Linked DNA regions of Zea mays: region 1 is linked to region 2. Evidence: chromatin contacts called from public Hi-C data. All regions are on one chromosome and are shown on one strand. Each heading gives the region's core, a stretch centred on a gene start, on an enhancer-like site or on the middle of the called end of the contact. The rest is flanking DNA. Distances are from core to core; before and after follow the strand shown. Region 1 holds the start of LOC100383644. Region 2 holds the start of LOC100279309 (HIT zinc finger).

Region 1 (6,585 bases), core at 1,695-4,194, 240 kb after region 2:
TCAATTATCGATATTTCTTTTGAATGAACTATGGTTCAATTATTAAGAGAATGTGGAAATGCAAATTGTTCCAGTACCCTCTGAAAAATCTGGTGTCGTTTTATTAGAATGGAGAAACTGCCAATTAACATTTTGAGTTGTGAACAATAACTTCAAATTTGGGATGTGTTAGTTTCACCTTTGCCATTTGTTGCTTAAGTCTAGGTAACCTTAATTTTTATCAGTAGTTGGTCGAGTGAAGTGAACACCTTTGCCATTTGTTGCTTCAGTCTAGGCACCCTTAATTCTTTATCAGTAGTCGGTCGAATGAAGTGAACACCTTTGCCATTTGTTGCTTAAGTCTAGGTACCCTTAATTCTTTACCAGTAGTTGGTCGAGTGAAGTGAACCAGTATGTACAAATTTGACCATCTGTTTTCGCCTCAGACTTAGGGCTGAAGTCCTGACCTGATGTAACCTTCTTGCGTTTTGCAGACTGAGAATCTATCCGTCATACATGCTTTTGATGGCGAATCATTTGAGCGGTGGTACATAAATCAGGAACCTAGGAAGAGGTACCTGTCCTCTCTTGTTTCTCTCTCCCTCTAGTTATGCATGATTGTGAGTATTCAGTAAATGAACAAGGCAAAGGCTATCCTTCATAACCAGTAGCCTGCAAAGAGACTGACTCTATTCTTCTAGAAAAAGAAAGAATTTACATGAACTATAACTAAAAAGGTTATATTCTGTATGTCTCTTGTGCTTTTTAAATAAATAGAAAATATTCACTGGGCAATAGCAGAAGTAACTTTGATATACCAGCCAAAAAGCAGAGTAGAGAGAAACGGCCGCTTTCAGTGATTACATGTGCACCATGTAGCCCATATCCACAAGCAATGAAGCAACCATTTATTTGGTTGCTGGATGGAGGCTATCTACATGCACAAACTTATAACTTATTATTGCATATGTGAAGAAGTATACTAATCCCCCTTTCCTCCTGGTGCAGGCGTCTTTCAGATGCACACGAGTTGGTGTCACAATTCTATAACATGAAAGGTATTATGTCAATCTTTTTTTTTCCTTTCACCCTTCTGTATGCTACATCAGAATTCTATGTGCCTCACTTGTTATGTAGGACTTATGCTTGCTGAATTAAGCAGAGACCACAAGCAACATTTCTGGGGTGCAGCAATACTGGGAGCAACAAAGATATCTCCGTAAGAAAATTTGGCTTCAAACCTGGCTAAGACGGGAAATTCAGGCCCTTACTCGGGTAAGCCGTTGTTATCTATTAGCACTACAGCTATTCCATAGGTTACAAGAATCATGAGTGCCTTTAGCTACTGGGGTAGGCGACCTAGCTTTTGTTAAGGATATATAGCAACGTTGAGTTTTTTGCAGGACGAGAACGTTGAGGTCATAGTCCACCACATTCACGGTGTCATGGGATCCTTCATGAAGAGGCTCGAAAAGGAGCACACGTCGTCAAGGTGGACGACTTCACCGGAGAAAAGGAGGGAAGAGTTCAGGAGATTGGTTTCCGATGCTGCTAGGCCGTTCCTCCTCGGCCGAACGGAGCGATTCGTCGCCGAGGTGGAGCTCTTCCTGGCATCGGATCTCAACATGGAAGCCTACAACAAACTGCGCGTCCAGAGGTTTAGGGAGTCCAGCTCTCATCTAACGAGAGAGCAAGATGCACTGCCTCGTGATCGGTCGCTTGAGGAGCACTACATGTATTTCCTGTGTAACGACACGGACTGTGATGAGATGTAGTGATCTGTGATCCCTGGTACTATGATGCCTTTTTTTAGCCTGGCCCCGATTACTAGAGAGTTCACGGTACAACCTAATGCTGATACATGGAACATACATAGCAGTGGCGAACTTGTTTGATTTTTTTAATAAAATAGAAAAGAAAAACTAAGGGATGAACTTCGGATTTGAAGCTGTTGAAGAACAGTAAAACGTTGTTACAGTGCACGGATAATGCACTCTCAAAATGCTCTAATTTCACGCCTAACCGGGTCCAGTCCATTGCAGCCCGCAGTCCGGTTGTTTCCAAACACGGAAAAGAAAAATATGTTGGGTTCGAGGTTAAAGGCCCATGGACTACAAGGAGTGGCCCACGAGAACTCAAGCAGCAGCGCGCGCAGAAGTGCAGAACGCGTTCGTTCCGTCTCAGGATTTAGCACCACCTCGGCTGGCGAAGGCAGACGCGCCACGAGCTCGCGCTATAAGATGAGCGCTCCGTGCTTCGTTGCTCCATACTTACCTGGACGGGGTCGACTGGGGATCAAGAAGCCCTGTGGCCTAGGTCAGTGGCCCGCATTGCACATGGCGGGTGCGCTGGCTTACCATCTCCCCAAGTAGGAGAGTGGACGTCATAATTTGTGGTAGAGGGGGTACGCGTTCGCGCGGCCCCTGCCAAATCTGATAAATTTAATTTAGGTCCTTTGTCAGTTAAAAGTTGATTGTTTCTCGAATTGTTGTTTACTGTACTGTAAGAGTTTGAAATCTGTTAAATTTAAATTAGGTCCTTTGTCAGTTGAAAGTTTGGTCGCGACTTGCATTATTGTTCACTGTACTGTTTAAAGAGTTTGAATAGAGAATATCTACTCATAATAACTTAACAATCTTGACTAGTGATTAATATTTATTTTGACACCGATATTCATTTCGGCTGTGTGATTCAGCGCTTCCATTTTCAGGAGATCCTCTTCCTTCCGAGAGATTCTGATATTTGCTATCAGCATGAAACATGTTTGTAAAATTGCCATCAGACCCACATTTCATAGACCCAGCTGGACCCACAATTCATAGACACAGTGGTAATTATAAAAAGAAGACAACATTGTGAGTGGCAAAAATCCAATTATCTCCTTCCTGTGTGATTCAGCGCTTCCATTTTCAGGAGATCCTCTTCCTAAGTCACAGCTACCACTTGCCCTCTTGCTCCCCGCCTTGCCTCCGCCACCGCTAGTATTAGGCGACGCCGGGTGAGAAAGCCTAGCGCCGAGTCCGTTCCATCTCCGCGGCCCTTCCACGCGCCCGATCACGCCACCAGATGCGTCGTCACCGTTGCCGCCGATCGACACCCCCGACGACGGGCGACGGCAGCGACGTGGAGGACAAGATCGACCCGCTGTGGGGCAGGACCCGCTAGGCGCGCCGGCCGAAGGGGACGGTGAGGAAGCAGCTCGATCTGGACGAAGTTGACGTGGAGGTGGCTTCGGGGGCGGGGGCGGGAGCGCAGGCCAAGGGGGGAAGAGGAGGAACACGAAGATGGAGGAGGAGGCGCCGCCCATGGAGTTGGTCCGGGAGAAGAAGCTCTCTGAGAAGGTAACCAGCCGCTGTCTCTTGCGTTCTGGGTCTGGCCGTTGGTTAGTTGAATTGCTAGCCGGTTTTTGATGATGTCTGGTGCTCTGGGAGTCTGGGTTCGTGTGTTAGGAGAGGAGGGCGCAGCTTCATTCGATCCATGCTGAGTCACAGAGGCTGCTGCGAGGTGTACATATACACACGTCAACTGCACATGGGAGTAGAATTTAGATGCTGAGATTTTTTATCTTTGTTCTCATTTTTGTTAATTGTAGATCCGCCTTTGTAAGATGGAGGTTCTGAAGAAGTAAGTGCTGAGTTGTTTCGTTGAGGTTTCCACGATTCGATCCAACGACATTTGCTTTTTGTGTACTCTGGATTTCAGATCACATACCTCTGTTGAAGACAGTGATCACATATTTCTAGAGTCCTCTGGCTTGCAGGATGGTTTGAGTTGCAAGAAGGATCTCCATAGTTGCGGCACCAAAGCTTCAGATGAGGTATTGTCCCCCTGTCCAATATGCTGCCATCTGCAGGAAAAAAATTGTCATAGCATAATAGGAGGATGATTTATCTACAGCATTAGTCTTCTACTATTTCACTACTCCAAGCTATCCCATGCATGGCCAAAAACCACTATCTAGTATTTTCTAAGCAGAGATTTGAGATGTTATAAATTATGTGACTGAGAAGTCTTATCAAATAGAATAACAATTTTTAAACACACAACATCTTCAACTACAATTTCAAGCTTGTTACTTATCTACATTCAACAACTTGTTTAACAAATAGCAATTTATTGTTTGATTCTATCAGGAAATTTCTGATCGGTTGCAAGAGAATCATGACAACACCCAGCCAAGTGATAACCATAACTATTCGGTAGATCAAACTCAACTGCCCTTTCTTCAAGCCCTACTGAGAGTACAGATGAAACGGAGGTGTGTATACTCTTCTATCACCCATCTCAATTTTCCACAACAACCATTGTAGTTGTTGCCTATATGCCTTGGTTCCAGCACCATAATTCCCCCCTAGTCATTTGACCTTTTTAGGATGAAAAGTCCCCTGCCCTGCCCTTCATTGATCTGAAACATGGTCGGTATCCCTGTTAGGGGCATTGAATTTGAGTGGCTAAATGAAAACATTATGTTAATATTATCAACTTTGCCTACACAAACCAGTTCTAGAGCCCTGTTAGCTCTGTACATAAAACATGCAGTGACTTCTTACTTTGTTTTGATTTTTTGGCAAACTTGCACACTTATCCAGAGGATAGTTATGTATTACTCCCTCCGTACCAAAATAGTATTCGTTTTAGGTTGTTAATGGATTCATACAATATTTGATGTATGTGTTTTATATATGTGTCTAGATTCATTGTCATCCATTTGAATATGGACACAAAAATAAACAAGTAAAATAAACAGTATTGTGGAACAGAGGGAGTATTTTTTTACTGACATGGACGTATGGGAGGGCAGATTTGCTCCCGGCTTTAATAGTACGAATTGTTTAGTAGTTGAATTTTTCTGACCTTCATTCATTACTGACGTGCATCTATTGTTCACCGTTAAAACGATCAGAGGACACCAAACCTACAGAAGCATGAATTAATACAAGCCCTCATGTTCTCCAGGTTGTACCATACCATTCATACTTGTGCGTTCACTTTTGCATTGTTGTATGGGTTATAAACAACCACCTACCAACCATCTGGTGTTGGGTTTGGATCACTATGGTGAAACATTTACAGTTAATCGGAGCTAATTCGTATAGCGACTTTGAAATCTTACAACCACAAACTGGAGAACGGATGAGACTGCTGTAACACCTTATGATAAGCACACCTTTTGGTTCTTTGTGACTGCAACTTTTGGTTCTCTATTGACTATATACTGTACTTCTGCCCACAATGCTTCCATTCCATTCACTCCTGATAATTTTATGACCTTCATTCATTGCATCTATTGTCATCAGAGATTTTGGATGGTTCTATCCACAATGGCATCATGTGTATTCCTTGCAGTCATCGTTTCTTGGACAAACTGCCAGTGGTTCACTGGCATCTTCTCACAGATAAGTCTATAGATCCTACGTATTTGGTAGTGATGACAGCAACAGCAGCAGTAGGAGCTGCAACTCTACTGCAGAGAGTAATTCAGATACGGTAAGCTTGTTTTGAAGCTCTACTCTGCTTTATCCATGAGTTTGAATCTGCTCTATCATGGCATTCATTTCTTGTCTCCCAGAATGTGCTTGGCTATTTTTTTATTTCCATCCTGCAGGACCAAGCCAACTCCTCCCAACCCACGAAGGCCAAGTTCAGTTCAGGCGTTTCACTCTTCGACATCCTGCGCAGGACATCAGAGCAGAGCAATCAGGAAAGCTGTAGCACAGTCAGCGGTGCATCGGTTCTCGGCATTCAAATTATTAAAGAGGTTTTCTAGGGTGAGCTCGAAAAATTGACAACTCCCAGGAGGTTCAAGACAGATCACAGTCTCACAGATGGTGCCTGTATGGTTGGAGATTCTGAATTCTGACCACTGGCCTGGAAGTTCACGACGAAAGCTGTCTAGAAAAAGGCTTCAGGCGAGGCTCGTGAAAAAGGAGAGGCGAGGATGGCTCCTGGTTGCCATTCATCTTCGTGCTGTTAGTGCCGTGAGGGTGTGCTGTTGGAGCTTTTTTTTTTCTTCACGGCTGGGGACGGTGGATAGGGATGAAAACGGTCGGAAACGGTATTTATTCGGTAATCAGTTTTTTCTTTGATTATGAATAAATAGAATATAGAATATATAATACAAATTTGTATTCTTGTTTTTAACATCCAGCTTGTTAAGATTCATAAAAGGTAAACCTCAAATTCATCCTACATTTTTTCAAATAATAGATATAAACTTCGGTATGGATTCGGAAACAAATTCGGTAATTTTTTCAACTTTTTGGGTTGTAGGGAGCAAATAATACATAAAACAACTTATATAATATTTTATTCATATTTGTACTAATGTACTTGATAACATAAGAAAAAATCAACATCAAATTTTATACATATTTATTTTAAAATATTAAGTTTGTTTTAACAGTTCGGATTACCACTTTCATCCCTAACGGTGGATGTTCCTGAACTGAATGTTGAAGCCTGGCCCTGCTGTAGATTTTGAACTCCAAGTCTTGTTCTATGTGTGCTCTGATAGTCGCCTGGAGGGGGGGTGAATAGGGCGAAACTGAAATTTACAAATATAAACACAACTACAAGCCGGGGTTAGCGTTAGAAATATAAACGAGT
Region 2 (5,927 bases), core at 218-2,717:
CGAAAAAGATGGAAGGTTGATTTAAAATACTCCAATTGTCCTATTATATTAGTCGTTCAGCTACAAGAAAAATCTCTAAATCTAGACATAAGTTAGGTCCAGATACATAAAACATGTTATAAATCTAGACACCTTAAAACACTTCCAAACGATTAGTGTAATGGAATAGAGGGAGCATATCTCCATTCCTATATTGGTTCGCAACCAGTAATGCAGCACGTGTTGAAGATTGAGTCTTCCATGATGAGAATAAGACTGAGGCAATGTCGGAGATATATCAACCGTGACCGTGTATTCGGCCACAAGTGATTGATGCGAGACTACTTCAATGACCCGTGTGTTTATCCCTTGCTCTACTTTCGTTGGAAACACCGCATGTGAAGGAGCCTCTTCCTTCAAATACTGGAGTGGTTGGGTGAGCACTCCCTCTACTCCACTCTTCAAATCGATGCACTTAATAGCAATGGTTTCTCCCCTACTAGAATTGCAAGCTACCTACGCATGCTTGCGTACGGTAGCATTGCTGATTCCGTTTATGAGTATATCAAAATGAGAAACATCAAACTACTTTGTAGATGTGTAATTTCATGTTTTGGTGAGGAGTACTGCCACCGTCCCACTGTTGACAACCTTGTGTGATTGTTAGGTAAGGAAGAGAAAAGAGGATATTACGGTATGATAGAAAATATAGATTGTGATAGTCACCTGGAGAGGGGTGAATAGGTGACGTCTGAAAAAATATAACTTAAACATAAACTTGGATCACAAATTAAAGGTTAGTGCAAAACTAGACCCAAAAAAGTGAGAAGGAGAAAGTTATTTCATTTGATTGTTCTCACAAGATTATGGAATTAACTTACGCCCCATTTGAATCCTTGGAATTGAATTCCATTCTATTAATAGTAATTTAGTCAAAGATCAATTAAACTAATATGATTTTATATGAAATACATTTGTATACTATTAATAACAATATGCTAGAGATATTTATGTGCTACTTTTTTTACCATAGAGGAGCGAGACGAATAGCGTCTTATAAGGTATAGATTATAAACATATTTCGTTGATACATAAAATAATTTCCAATATTCCTCCTCATGAATTTGAGATAGACTTATATCTAAGCTTTGGAAAGTGTTAGAATGTCAAATGCCAAGCCAAATAAACTACTTCATCAAGTAAATTCCAATTCCTCCAAAATGTATAGATCCAAACTGCCCCTGCTAGTGAACTTAAGAATTTAGAGAGAATAAGAATAAATCGCAAAGAATAAAACACACGAGACAAGGCAACTTATCACGTGGTTCGATCAAGCGTCAAATGTTTGCCTACTCCACATTGTGGTGTCCAAACGGACGAGGGTTGCGCAGACGACGGTTAGATTTTTAATAGACTAATATACCTGACTAACAGCCTCCTTGATTTGAGGATTCGTGGACACCCCAATGACGTCAGCGCAAGACACCCCGGAAAGAACAGAACGAGAGAGGACTCAGGGGGTGGCGCCATCTAGCCCGCGAAAGGAGGGAGAAGGCAACGGGAAGCGATAGCCCGTGCCGTGGCGCGTGGTGGGATTGGCGGCAAAGCAAGCGGGGGCGATCGGAGAGAGAGATGGGAGAAATTACGCGTCGACCAGCAGCAGCCGCCGCAACCAGCAGCCCGCCCAACCCTACCCGCGCGCCCGTCCCCCTCCCCGTCCTCGCCCGCGTCATCGACCCGGCACCCCCCCTTCTCGTCTTCCCCTCCACCTCGTCACGCCGCACGGGCCCGGCCCAAATACCCTCGCCCTCGCGCTCCCACCTCTCGCACTCCACAAACCCTAACCCTAGCTCGCTGCCGCCTCTGGTCCCTCGTCGTCGGCCCACTGTCTGAGATAAACCTCTCGCCGCCGCGGTTGCTGGTCGAGCTATTCGTTTGCTTTCGCGCTGCTTGATTTCTCTCGTTGCGTGTGGTGTGGTGTGGTGGTGGTTGGTGGGGGACCTCGAGGGGTTTTGGATTTGAGGGTTTTATTCTTCGCGCTGCGGATCGAAGCTGTTCGTCGGCGTTCGTTGCAGCTCCCGTGCCGCGCTCTCGCACTCGGCGGCAGCGAGGTGCTTTATTTTGATATTTTGGGGGGGTTTTCTCAGTCGGTGCTCTCGCTTTCATTGCCGGCGGTTTGTTAGGCGTATATTTGTCTCGGTTCATTCGTGAGGGATTTTTTATTATCTACGTACAGTTGTTTTGTTAGAGGGTCTATTGGGCTTATCTTCTCTCTGGCGGTTGCAACTTGATTCAGTGACATACATTAGTTTTTTTTTCATAGAGAATGTCATATATACTAACTGTAATGCCGCATTGGAAACGTGCAGGCAGCGGCGGCGGAGTTGGCTGGCGCGGAGGTCACTTGGTCGAGTTAAGCGCGTGTTGTAATGGAGGGGCTCAACGCCACTGATGCTGTGATCAAGAAGCCAAGGAGTGTTGCATTCAGGAAGCCAAGGTCCATGAAGCAGCTCACGGTTGAGTGCAATGGCATTTGCCTGCCATCTCGGAGTGCTCGTCATGACGATGACACTGGCGTCGAAGCTGGTGGGCAGCGGAGGAAAGAGCTACACCTAAATAGCCCTGAAATGAAGGGCTCCATGACTCATAGGAGTGACGTGCCCAGTAAGATAAGAAGGGATGATAAATCTGGAGGTGACTATGATGGTCATGGTCGGAGCAGAAAAACGAAGGATGCCGCCAAGCATGGAAGTGAAAGTGTTCTTGCCCTGGAGTGCACAGCAAGAAACATTGAATCCCTTGACAATCCACAGTTGGTCCCCAGAGATGACTCTTTGCCTGGTGAAAATAGGCCGAGAAAAGTAAAGTTCAAATTTAATCGGACCCAACGTACCAAAAATGGCCAGGATGATGGTGGCAGTGGCATTCCTGCCACGTCGGCCTGCTTTATTAATCAGTACAAGCAAAAGGTTTGTTCTATGTGCTTGTGATCATAATGTACTTTCATATCTTTACTTCTCACCTAATTTTGTCCAGCATTTCATTTACGTTATCGATTGTGACTGGACAGACATCTCACATATATGCTTAGATACTTTAGAGAATGTGTCACCACTCAGTTAATACTGGCATATTATTTTGGTTGAAGATTGGATACATACCAGAATGCCAACAAAACTTTCCAGGTTTCTCTATGTACGGCCAAAGTTTGCTGGCTTGTTTTAATGCCTTAAACTTTCCCAAACTTGTTCGATACACTTCCTCCTCCCATTTCCTTCTGTTAAAAACAGTATATGGCCCCTGTTTGTTTAATCGATACCGTCCCCACAAGTGCAGCAATTTCTCATCCCTCGTGTGCCGTAAAGCCGATATCCTTCCTATGGCATGCTCCATCTCTGGCCCCGTGCTGGTTAGCTCTGCATAGGGTCCTTGCTGCGCCCCTTCTAGGGTTTGCTTGAAAGTTTGGTGTGGCCTCCGCCCTGCTGCCACCACCACCAGGAGAGATGCCACGAGGCTCGTCGAGCAGGGGCGCAAGAGGGGGCGTCGGAAGGAATCAGGGAAGGGGTGCTAGAGGAAAGGTGCGCAGGGAAATCCTGGTCTGGTCAGATCTGGTATTCTGGATCCGCCTCTTTTCCCCCCTTTGTAGAAAGATTGATCTTCACTCGCAATCAATGGTTCACATATTGAGGACCTGAAACTTTGGTAGTCAGATTTGGCCAACATAGCTTCTATTTCAAGTCCATGTGATTTTAATTTTGGTTCCATATTCATCATGACTTCGTAAGTGAGTCCGTTTTGTATGGGTCAACCCCCATATATTTTTCTTGATATAATGATACACAACTCTCTTGCATGTTTGATAAAAAAACTTGCTTTGCAATGTTGGCATATTGAGGACCTGAAACTTTGGTAGTCAGATTTGGCCAACATAGCTTCTATTTCAGATTTTGTTAGTTATCTTTGCTCCTCAGTATGTATTGTATGCAGGAGTCCATGTGATTTTATTTTTGGTTCCATACTCATCATGACTTCGTGAGTCCGTTTTGTATGGGGTCAACCCCCCCCCCCCCCCCCCCATATTTTTCTTAATATAATGATACACAACTCCCTTGCACGTTTGATAAAAAAAACTTGCTTTTCAATGTTGGCTTACTGTTGATACTACAATCTTGCTGACTTCAATGGTAATTGTAAGTGGGGATTCATCGAATATATATATATATATATATATATATATATATATATATATATATATATATATATATATATATATATATATATATATATATATATATACATTAATTTTCTGTTTATGTTTCCTTTTGTCATTACGTAAGTGTTTATTACTTTCTCACTCTTTTTTTGAAGGATTCTGGTGGCCACACAACCAAAGATACCCATGGTAATCGTGCTGAAGGAAAACATGGTAACAAGCATGGCAATTCTCTGTCTCCTGACCTTGTTTGCAAGAGCAAAAGGATTCCTAAGAAAAGAACACTTGACGAAGATTCTGATGATGGAGATGGTGAAATACGCTATCTACAAAAACTCAAAGGGGCAAAAGTTGCACCAGATCCTGTGAACACTGGTCATAAAGCTTATGATTTCGTTGATGACGCACTCAAGAAAAAAGAGCTAACCAAGCTTTCTAAAAATAAGAGCATCCCATATGAAGTGGACGAAGACTTCAGAATGTCTCGGTCTGGCAGGAATGGTAGGAAGAAGTTAGGGGATGACAATGAGTTTATAGAAGATGAGGAATCTGAGATGGAGGAAAAGAGTGGGCTAAAGAAAGCTGATTCACCTCAAGATGTGAAGATTGAAACCCCTGGTCTTACAACAAGACAGCGAGCCCTTCAAAGCAGGGGTGGGAATGGTGAAAGCTTTATTGAATTTCCCGATGGATTACCAGCAGCTTCGTCAAGAAGTAAATTCTTAGCTTATGTTTTGAGTGTTTTTTGTTGCATTTAACATTTCTGCTTCTGACAAATGCAGTAACTAATTATGTTATAGAGCAAAAGGAGAAGCTCTCAGATGTGGAGCTACAAGCCAAAAAGGCAGAAGCTGCACAGAGACGTAAGATGCAAGTTGAGAAGGCAGAGAAAGAACAACAGGTTTACTTCTGTGCTTCTAGTTCAGAGCTTTATATGACAGTTCTTTTCCGTTGGGTGAGCGTGACACAATTTTACAACTCAAACTGTACAGGCTGAAGCAATGAGGAAGATACTGGGTCTAGATTCTGAGAAGAAAAAGGAAGAGAAGAAGCTGAAAGAACGGGAAAACAGGGTACAACCTCGTGAAGCATTACGGTTTGTTTCCTTAATTGCTATCATGTACTTATCTTTCCATTGTCTCTTCCAGGAAAAACAAGCGAAATTGGAAGAATGCAAGAAAAACTGCGTCCGGACTGTCATGGGCCCAACCGGAACTGTGATTACATTCCCTGAGAGCATGGGGCTTCCTAGCATATTTAACTCCAAGCCTGTCAGGTTACTTTGAGCACTTGCACTATTCTCTGTTAATTTAGCCATTTCAACTGCAGCTCCGCAGGTCTATTCCTTTCTGCAGTCTTAGTGTTACTTGTAATTGATTCGCCTCTACCTGCTTGATTTAATTTCGTCAGCTATCCACCTCCAAGGGAGAAGTGTGCAGGCCCGTCGTGCACAAACCCGTACAAGTACCGCGACTCCAAGACGCTGCTCCCTCTCTGCAGCCTGGCGTGCTACAAGGCTGTCCAGGGCCGCCCTCCTGACCAGGGAACCGACGCTGCCCAGGGGAGTGGAGGTGGCCAGGAAAGCGCTGGGAAGCAAGCATGATGAATCTAGCTACCTGACGCGATTGAACCGTGACCGTCAGTTGGCTGGAGAAGTGTATGTTAACATGTCCAGCTCGCTGGTGTGTGGTTTCCTTTGGCAGTAGTCTAACAATCAACCTGACAAAAGATGGGG

Evidence for each region. Hi-C and Micro-C count contacts between places; a contact is called where the count stands out from the background.
Region 1: a Hi-C map of tassel shows a contact between it and region 2, with 2.7 times the contacts expected there. The contact joins the promoter of LOC100383644 here to the promoter of LOC100279309 in region 2. A contact is called at or near these places in 3 of 25 Hi-C or Micro-C datasets (ear, leaf and tassel).

The regions. Positions count from the first base shown.
Region 1 is chr5:3,627,542-3,634,126 of Zm-B73-REFERENCE-NAM-5.0, forward strand. LOC100383644 reads left to right here and starts at 2,945. Exons shown (of 6, transcript NM_001366828.1): 1 at 2,945-3,320; 2 at 3,572-3,603; 3 at 3,682-3,796; 4 at 4,113-4,237; 5 at 5,326-5,466; 6 at 5,585-6,079. The coding sequence starts at 3,264. The coding sequence ends at 5,765. LOC100284939 reads left to right here. Exons shown (of 6, transcript NM_001372152.1): 3 at 474-553; 4 at 988-1,037; 5 at 1,142-1,254; 6 at 1,383-1,773. The coding sequence ends at 1,754. It overlaps LOC111589360 (U1 spliceosomal RNA), which reads left to right and starts at 2,246; the gene lies at 2,246-2,406.
Region 2 is chr5:3,392,707-3,398,633 of Zm-B73-REFERENCE-NAM-5.0, forward strand. LOC100279309 (HIT zinc finger) reads left to right here and starts at 1,468. Exons shown (of 6, transcript NM_001152330.1): 1 at 1,468-2,948; 2 at 4,348-4,906; 3 at 4,993-5,093; 4 at 5,185-5,265; 5 at 5,341-5,468; 6 at 5,603-5,927. The coding sequence starts at 2,409. The coding sequence ends at 5,795.